2 separate regions of the Rattus norvegicus genome follow, and region 2 is linked to region 1. A link is a contact called in public Hi-C data. All regions are on one chromosome and are shown on one strand. The core of a region is the stretch at or near the end of the contact, and the rest is flanking DNA. Distances in the headings are between cores, read along the strand shown. Region 1 holds the start of Gas1 (growth arrest-specific 1). Region 2 has its middle 100 kb from the start of Gas1.

Region 1 (3,436 bases), core at 388-2,887:
CGGGAATCAGCTGGGTCGTGCGTACCGGCCTGGAGTAGCCTGCAGCAGGGGCGCGGGGGCTACAAGTGGGACCCAAGCAGCAGGAGCAGCAGAAAACAGGCAAACGGGGTCCAGGAGCTTCGGGTCGCCCAGTGGCCTCCACTGCCGCTGCTGCTGCTCCTGCGCCCCGGCCCGTGGGGCAAGTCCCCGCGTCCGCCTGCCCCAGCAGCGCCGCCGCCCGGGCGCGCAAGGCCGTCGTCGTCGTCCAGGGGCTGCTCGCCGCCCGCGGCCCCAGCGCGCTGCTCGTCATCATATTCTTCGTCGTAGTAGTCGTCTAGGCCCCCGTCCGAGCCGCTGCTGCCCGGACCGTTGCTCGCATCTGGGCCGAAGCACAGGCGGGCCATGTTCTCCTTGACCGACTCGCAGATGGGCCTCTCCAGCCCATCGCACACACAGTCGTTGAGCAGCGCCGCCTTGGGCACCGCCAGCATGTCCTCGATGACCGCGCGGCACTCGTCGGTGCAGCGGAGACCGTTGAAAAGCTTGCCGCAGTAGGCTAGATAGCGGCCGAGTGCCAGGTTGCAGCGGCTGTCCCGGTCGCAGCGCCGCCGGGCCTCAGTGCAGCCCATGACCGAGCCCGCTCCCGCGCCCGGGCCCACGCTGCTGGTGCGCGGCAGACAGGGCTCGATGGCGCGCTTGGTGGACCTGCAGTGTTCGTCCTGCGCGCAGTCGCAGTCCTCCAGCGCGGGCCCGCGGCGCGTGTGGTTGAGCTGGATGAGCGCCGAGATGCAGTGGCTCGGGCAGCGCCAGCGCGGCGAGAAGGACGCGGCCGAGGAGGGGAAGGCGCCGGCGGGCCCAGGAGCATCAGCTCCGCCGCGCTGTGCGAGCACCGGCGCACACGCCTCGGCGTACTGGCTGTAGGCGTAGCTGCAGTCCGGCTCTCCCTGACACTGCAGCAGCGCCTGCCAGCAGATGAGGCGGCGGCCGTGCGCCAGCCCCGAGCCCCGCGGCGCCGAGCCCAGCAACTGCAGCAGCGCCATCAGGCACAGCAAGGCGCCCGGCAAGCTCCCCGAGCGGGCTCCGCCGCCGCCCAGCAGTGCGGCTAGCATCGCGGGCAGCAGCGGCCGCCGGACGCGGTGCGGAGCGGAAACGAGGCTCGGGTGGCGGCCGCGGGGCCGCTGGAAAAGTTTGTCCGAGTTCCGCGCACTTCTGGCATGGGCGTCCTCATCCATCCATGCCGGCGGCCCCGCGGCTGGTAGAGGCGGGTGTTTGCTCCAGCACCGCGGCCGGGGCTCCCTGAGAGGCGCGGCGACGCAGGTCCGGCTCCGATCGGCGGCTGGAAGCGTTCAGTGCCGTCCCTGGGGGACGCGGCGAGGCTGCAGGAGCGCGCGGCGCCGGGGGTGCATGGTGCAAGGCGCCTGCAGAAGGTCGTGTGGCCGGTGGCTCCTCCGTTCCCGGCTCAGTAGCGCGTAGCAGTTCGCAGCTCTGGCATCCCGCCTTCCCGCGACCAGGACGCTTGGTCCCCTCCCCCTCTACCCGGGCCTGGGCCGCACTCCGGGAAGTTCTGGGAGCCAGGCGCAGGGAGGACCCCGAAACTCGGAGCGTGCGGCTCTGCTCGGAGACCCGGAGCCTGGGGAGCGGATCCGCGGAGCCCGGCTGCCGACTCGCTCGCGGCGGGGCTTTAAATACAAAAGTGGGCCGGGAGCCCCCGTGTGGTGCCGCGGCGCCCCCTCATTATGCATGCATAGAAAAGCAAACAAACAAAAACATTAGCAACGCTCCTCCAGCTTGCCGAGCCCCAGCCCCGCGCGCTCCGGGCTTGCCCGCTTTCTCCTTTCTCCACTCTCGGGCGCCCTTTGCTCGGCCCCTTTCCCCGGCTTTGCGCGCCGCTATTGGTCCAGCCTGTTGTTGTTGAAACTTTTTTTTTTTTTTTTTTTTTTTTTTTTTTTTTTTTACGAGCCGCTGGAGTGGGGTTGCAGAGTGGGGGAGGGCGGTGGGCAGCTCACATTCAGGCATTCAGGGCTTGAAAGGAACGGCTTAGGGAGCCTGACACAGGCCCAGCTCCTCCCACTCTTCAGGAGGCTGGGATACCGAACCCCAGCTCGCGCACAGAGCCAGCGGGCAGGGCTTAGGGCCAGCTGCCTGCATCCGGCTCAGCCACCGGCCTTTTTGTTCGCTTCCCCCGCCCCCTTTTTGTTTGGGTGGGGAGGGGGACACTTTTATTAATTCTTACTGATCCCCCATCTTTGCATCCGAGAGAATCCGAAAGTCACTTTAATTTTCAGGCTCCTCATCTCTGAGTTCTGATCACCTCGGGGGGTATAGCGAAGGCAGGGAGTCTTGAGAATTCAATGTGAGACTTTAGAAACTTAGATACCAATTGCGCGCGCGGGCACACGCGGGCATTCTCTCTCTCTCTCTCTCTCTCTCTCTCTCTCTCACACACACACACACACACACACACACACACAGCCACCACCACAAGAAGGACACTTTCGGTCCCCCTTTCCAGCAGGTAAGGACCTGACACTGGGCATCGTTTTCAAACTAAGAAATCCAAAGAACTGAAACCATTTCTTAACTCACGATTTATTGTAATACGAACGGCAATGACAAATCATGGCATTAAAAACTCTGGGAATGTTGAGCGCTACCACCTGGCTGCAGTCACAGCACAGAGGACGGGGATAAACTGACCCGCTACATGCTGTAAACTGCACGTCTCAGTTCCTCACTGTGTTTAAAGCAAAAGCCACCGGTGGAGCAGGCTTTGCAGCCTGAGCAGGACTCTCAAAAGATACCTTAACTGTGGCTCAATGCAGCTTTTGGCCACTAGAGGCACCGCGAGTCTGTGGCCTGTCAAAAACTGGCGCTTTTCCCTCCCCTTTCCGTGGTGAGACTATCAACTCGGTCTGTCACAGATTTTAAGGCCAAATCGCTGCTGAAGCAAAGGGAGCCCCAGTTGCAGTGAGTTCAGAAAGTGGACTGTCCACCTCTCCAAAGAGTTAAGAGAGTTTGTAAGGGCGAAAGTGAGGGCCAGACGGATTAACCTGGCTCTTGGAAAAGCTGGCCGCCCAGGCTGAGGAAACGGTGCCTCTGCAGCCCCCTCAAACCATGAGAGAGACAGACTGAGCAGTGAGGAGCCACTTTGTTCCTACCCTAACCCTAATCCCAAGTTTAGTCTTAGAAAACAAACGCAAATGTATCCTTAAGAACTAGCCAGACGTGGGGCAGCAAGCCTGTTTATCCCAGGCAGAAGCGAGAGGCTCACTGCAAGTTCAAGGCCAGCTAGTTCCATCTAGCGAGAGTTTCGGGGCTCTTGCTTTAAGGTCAGATTGCACATTTGCTAAGGTCCGTTTTATCAGTAACAATCCGTGATTCCCAAGCTCCTAAGAGGGCCAGCCCTGGGATGTGTTTTCAAGTTTGTGTATGTTCTGGCGTCCTTAGATCATCTCAA
Region 2 (3,436 bases), core at 524-3,023, 100 kb before region 1:
TGATCTTCTGACTCTTCTGGCTTTGAGAGTTGCTCAGTGAGAGAATGGTCTCAGCTGGGGGCCTGTGAGGTGATGCCTGTAGGCACACTCCCACTGCCTGCACTTTCCTTCCACAGAGTGGGCTCCCCTGGAAGCTCACTCTCTCCTGTTCCTGCTTCAGCCTCCCTGCCAGAAGCACTCTGGCTTCTGCCTGCACAGATGCCTCCCTGGTCCAGCCTTTTTGGGGGGCATTTTTACTACACTCCCCTGTAGGAGTAGTGGTGGTGAGTCCAGCCCTCAGAGGGATAGGCGTGGCTGGTGACCGCACCCTTGTGGATGGTTAAAAGTGACTTCACAGTCCACAGAGATGCCCTGTATTCTAGCAACATGAGGCCTGGGCTCTGCGCCTCCTTACATTCATCTCACTCCCATCACATTGGGTACTGTCCCCACTGTCCCCACAAACCTGGCCACTCACCCACTGCACATCCTGTTCCTCGTTGCTATGGCTTTGCGTATGTGTGGAAGGGAAAGAGAGGGGCTTATGTGTTTGATGGGAGAAAGGGGATCAGAGCCCTGTTGTTAATCATGGCTCCGTATGTGTTGTCTGTCTTTCTGTCTGTCTCTTACTAGGAAGCCTCCCTCATGCTCATGGCCTGGGGCTGGGAGCTCCTTTCTATTCAGGTCTCTTTTCTTCTTCTTCTTCTTCTTCTTCTTCTTCTTCTTCTTCTTCTTCTTCTTCTTCTTCTTCTTCTTCTTCTTCTTCTTCTTCTTCTTCTTCTTCTTCTTCTCCTCCTTCTCCTTCTCCTTCTCCTTCTCCTTCTCCTCCTCCTCCTTCTTCTCCTTCTCCTCCTCCTCCTTCTCCTTCTCCTCCTCCTCTTCCTCTTCCTCCTCCTTCTTCTCCTCCTCCTCCTCCACCTCCCTCTCTCTCTCTCTCTCTCTCTCTCTCTCTCTCTCTCTCTCTCTCTCTCTCTCATAACTAACTCTTTACCTAATCATTTTTTGGTATGCTTATCCAACAATACTTCCACAGTGACAAGAGAAAACTCCTTGGTTCCGGTTAGCTGACGAAAAATAAAAAATAAATATTGGCCTGTGTGGCCTGTGTTTGCCTGAGATGCTGCCTGTGTGTGCTGCCTCACCGTTACTGTGCTGTGGAAGGGGTGGAACGCCTTCCTGCTGTGGCTGGCATCGTTTATGAGTAGACATGCAGTCTACTTTTCTAGAAGAGGTTGGGACCTTCCCGGAGAAGGCTCTGATTTTACTAGCTAAGGCTACAGCTTTATTCCCTGACTACTTGGAGGGGTCAGAGAAGTAGCAGAGGTTGTCTCCAAAAGCTGCGGGCTTGAGCTATCTTAAGCGGCAGAGTGGCAGGCAAGACGCTGCCAATGGAGCCACCCTATGATCTGAGCATACTCTCAACACGCGCCTCTTAGAAGGAACTGAGCCCCTGCGATGTCAGAATCCTGGCTTGTCCATCTCCCCTCTTTAAACACAGCCTGGAGAAACAGGGTGATCTAATCACCAATACACAGCTTTGCTCTAGCACAGGCTCAGTGATGGTGGAACACCCGATGAAAAAAGAGTGAGCGAGCGAGGGAGTGAGCACTGTATGAGGGAGCAGAGGCTCGCTCTGGTGCAAGAATAAAATTAAACAAAAAATTACCTACTCCCAAGAATGCTGCTGGGTCAAGGAGAAAGCAGAGCCTCTGACCTGAAGGTCCCGCCCCTCTGCTCTCTGAAGGTCCCGCCCCTCTGCTGTGGAAAGTCCCACCCCTCTGTTCTCTGAAGGTCCCGCCCCTCTGCTGTCGAAGGTCCCGCCTCTCTGCCCTTCAATGTTCAGCCTTTTCTCTGGACCTTACCTCTCCCACCTTGCAAACAAGATGCAGTGCTCTTGCTCATCTAGAACACACATCACGAGTGACTTAACTGAGAGAATATTTTCCACCAAAGCCTTTCTCCCCAAGCTACCCCACACCGCGGCAAGACTGTCAGAAATCGAGTGCTTTTAACTGCTCTGCTTTGCAAATTAAAAATTAGGTGGACCGGGACTTTCTCTCCAGTCTTGTTTACTCTGCACTCTGCCCTTGGGGGAATGTTTTGAATCTGAGCAAATTAAGCACTCTCTGAACGTGGTGTTTAAAATAATAAAGAACTCTCTGGAACATTTAAGCGGGACTGAAGTTCTTCTCTGGCCAACACCTGTGGCTCGCCAGCTGTTGCCCTGGAATCTGGCTGCCAAGTTTGCTTGCTTTTCCTAATGTTCTCTTGGCAGATGTCATTCCATGAAGTCATACAAAGTCCCGGAGAGACCTGCTGTTCTTAGGATTATCATTTTCGGGGTGGGAAACTAAGCGGTTTCTGTGTCTCCTACGGACAAGTCTTAGCATTCAACGAAAACTTAGACCCCTTAAAATACAGACTGGCTGTTTGCGGGTGAGGCTCTGGGATCCAGAGGTGTTGTTTTGAGTTCTATGGAAGAAGTACCCTTGCAAGAAAAGCAGCACAAATTTCTCACGGTTTGTAATTTAGGAGGGTGGCCTGGCTTGCTGTAGAGCCATTTACCGCAAATGGGGCTGTTTTAGGAGCGTGGAGTTTTTCTGGGACCCTGTGTCACGTGGGCTAGTCATGGAATCCCCGTGTTGCTCTGCTGTTTGAGGCCTGTGACAAAGAGTCGATTTAGATACTGGGGAGGCACACGTGGGACACATGAGGGACATACCAAGGGAACGCTGGAGGCTCACTGGAGTACACAGGGGCACATGGGGAGGGGGCAGGGTCACATGGAGGATACACCAAGGGCATACTGGGGGCATACAGAGAGGCACATGGGGGCACACGGGGGAGCACACAGACACACGGAGGCACACAGGGAGAACACAGAGGTCACACAGGGGCACACGGGAAATACATAGGCATATGAGGGGCTCACAGAGGAGCACACTAGGAACACAGGCCAACATTTAAGCTGCTTCTGTGAACTTTTCTAAATACACATCTATTAAAAGTAACGTACTCTTATTTTTCTTAGAAAGTGTAGGGTAAGGTTATTTGCAATCTCATGGTAATGAACTTTAAGAATGTATAATAGTAAAAACGACAAATTCTGCTTCATGATTTTATACTAAATACAGTTCCAAGAAAGGCTCCAGAGGTTTTGTTCTTTTGAACGTGGAAAGTTGGCGACAATCTTAGTCCAGAGGACAAACCCAGGAAAGCAATCCAGACTGGTTTCAGCAATGAAGACAGCCAGAGACACTGACTGACCAGCTGTCCCCAGAACGTACTCCGTCACCATGGGTTTATGCACTCATATTGTTTCGTTGGTTGTTTTGTTTTGTTTTACGGAGCACCTCACCTCACCATGTAGGCTGGGCTGGCCGGGAATTCACAGACAGAAGATGTTGCCTCCCAAATGCTGAGATTCAAAGCCTGAACCTCTGGGCCAGGCTGACAA

What was found. Hi-C and Micro-C count contacts between places; a contact is called where the count stands out from the background.
Region 2: a contact with region 1 is called in a Hi-C map of liver, with 5 times the contacts expected there. The contact joins the enhancer-like site here to the promoter of Gas1 in region 1. A contact is called at or near these places in 2 of 12 Hi-C or Micro-C datasets (liver and psoas muscle).

Annotation. Positions count from the first base shown.
Region 1 is chr17:4,485,917-4,489,352 of GRCr8, reverse strand. It overlaps Gas1 (growth arrest-specific 1), which reads right to left and starts at 1,637. Exons shown (of 1, transcript NM_001400814.1): 1 at 1-1,637. The coding sequence starts at 1,211. The coding sequence ends at 60.
Region 2 is chr17:4,588,523-4,591,958 of GRCr8, reverse strand. No RefSeq gene overlaps it. Among named protein-coding and RNA genes, the nearest start is that of Gas1, 100 kb to the right of the region's middle. Within about 2 kb of position 1,773, at least 9 of the 93 cell types and tissues checked have an H3K27ac peak or open chromatin away from gene starts, as enhancers often do. A contact at or near this core is called in liver, where this site is marked.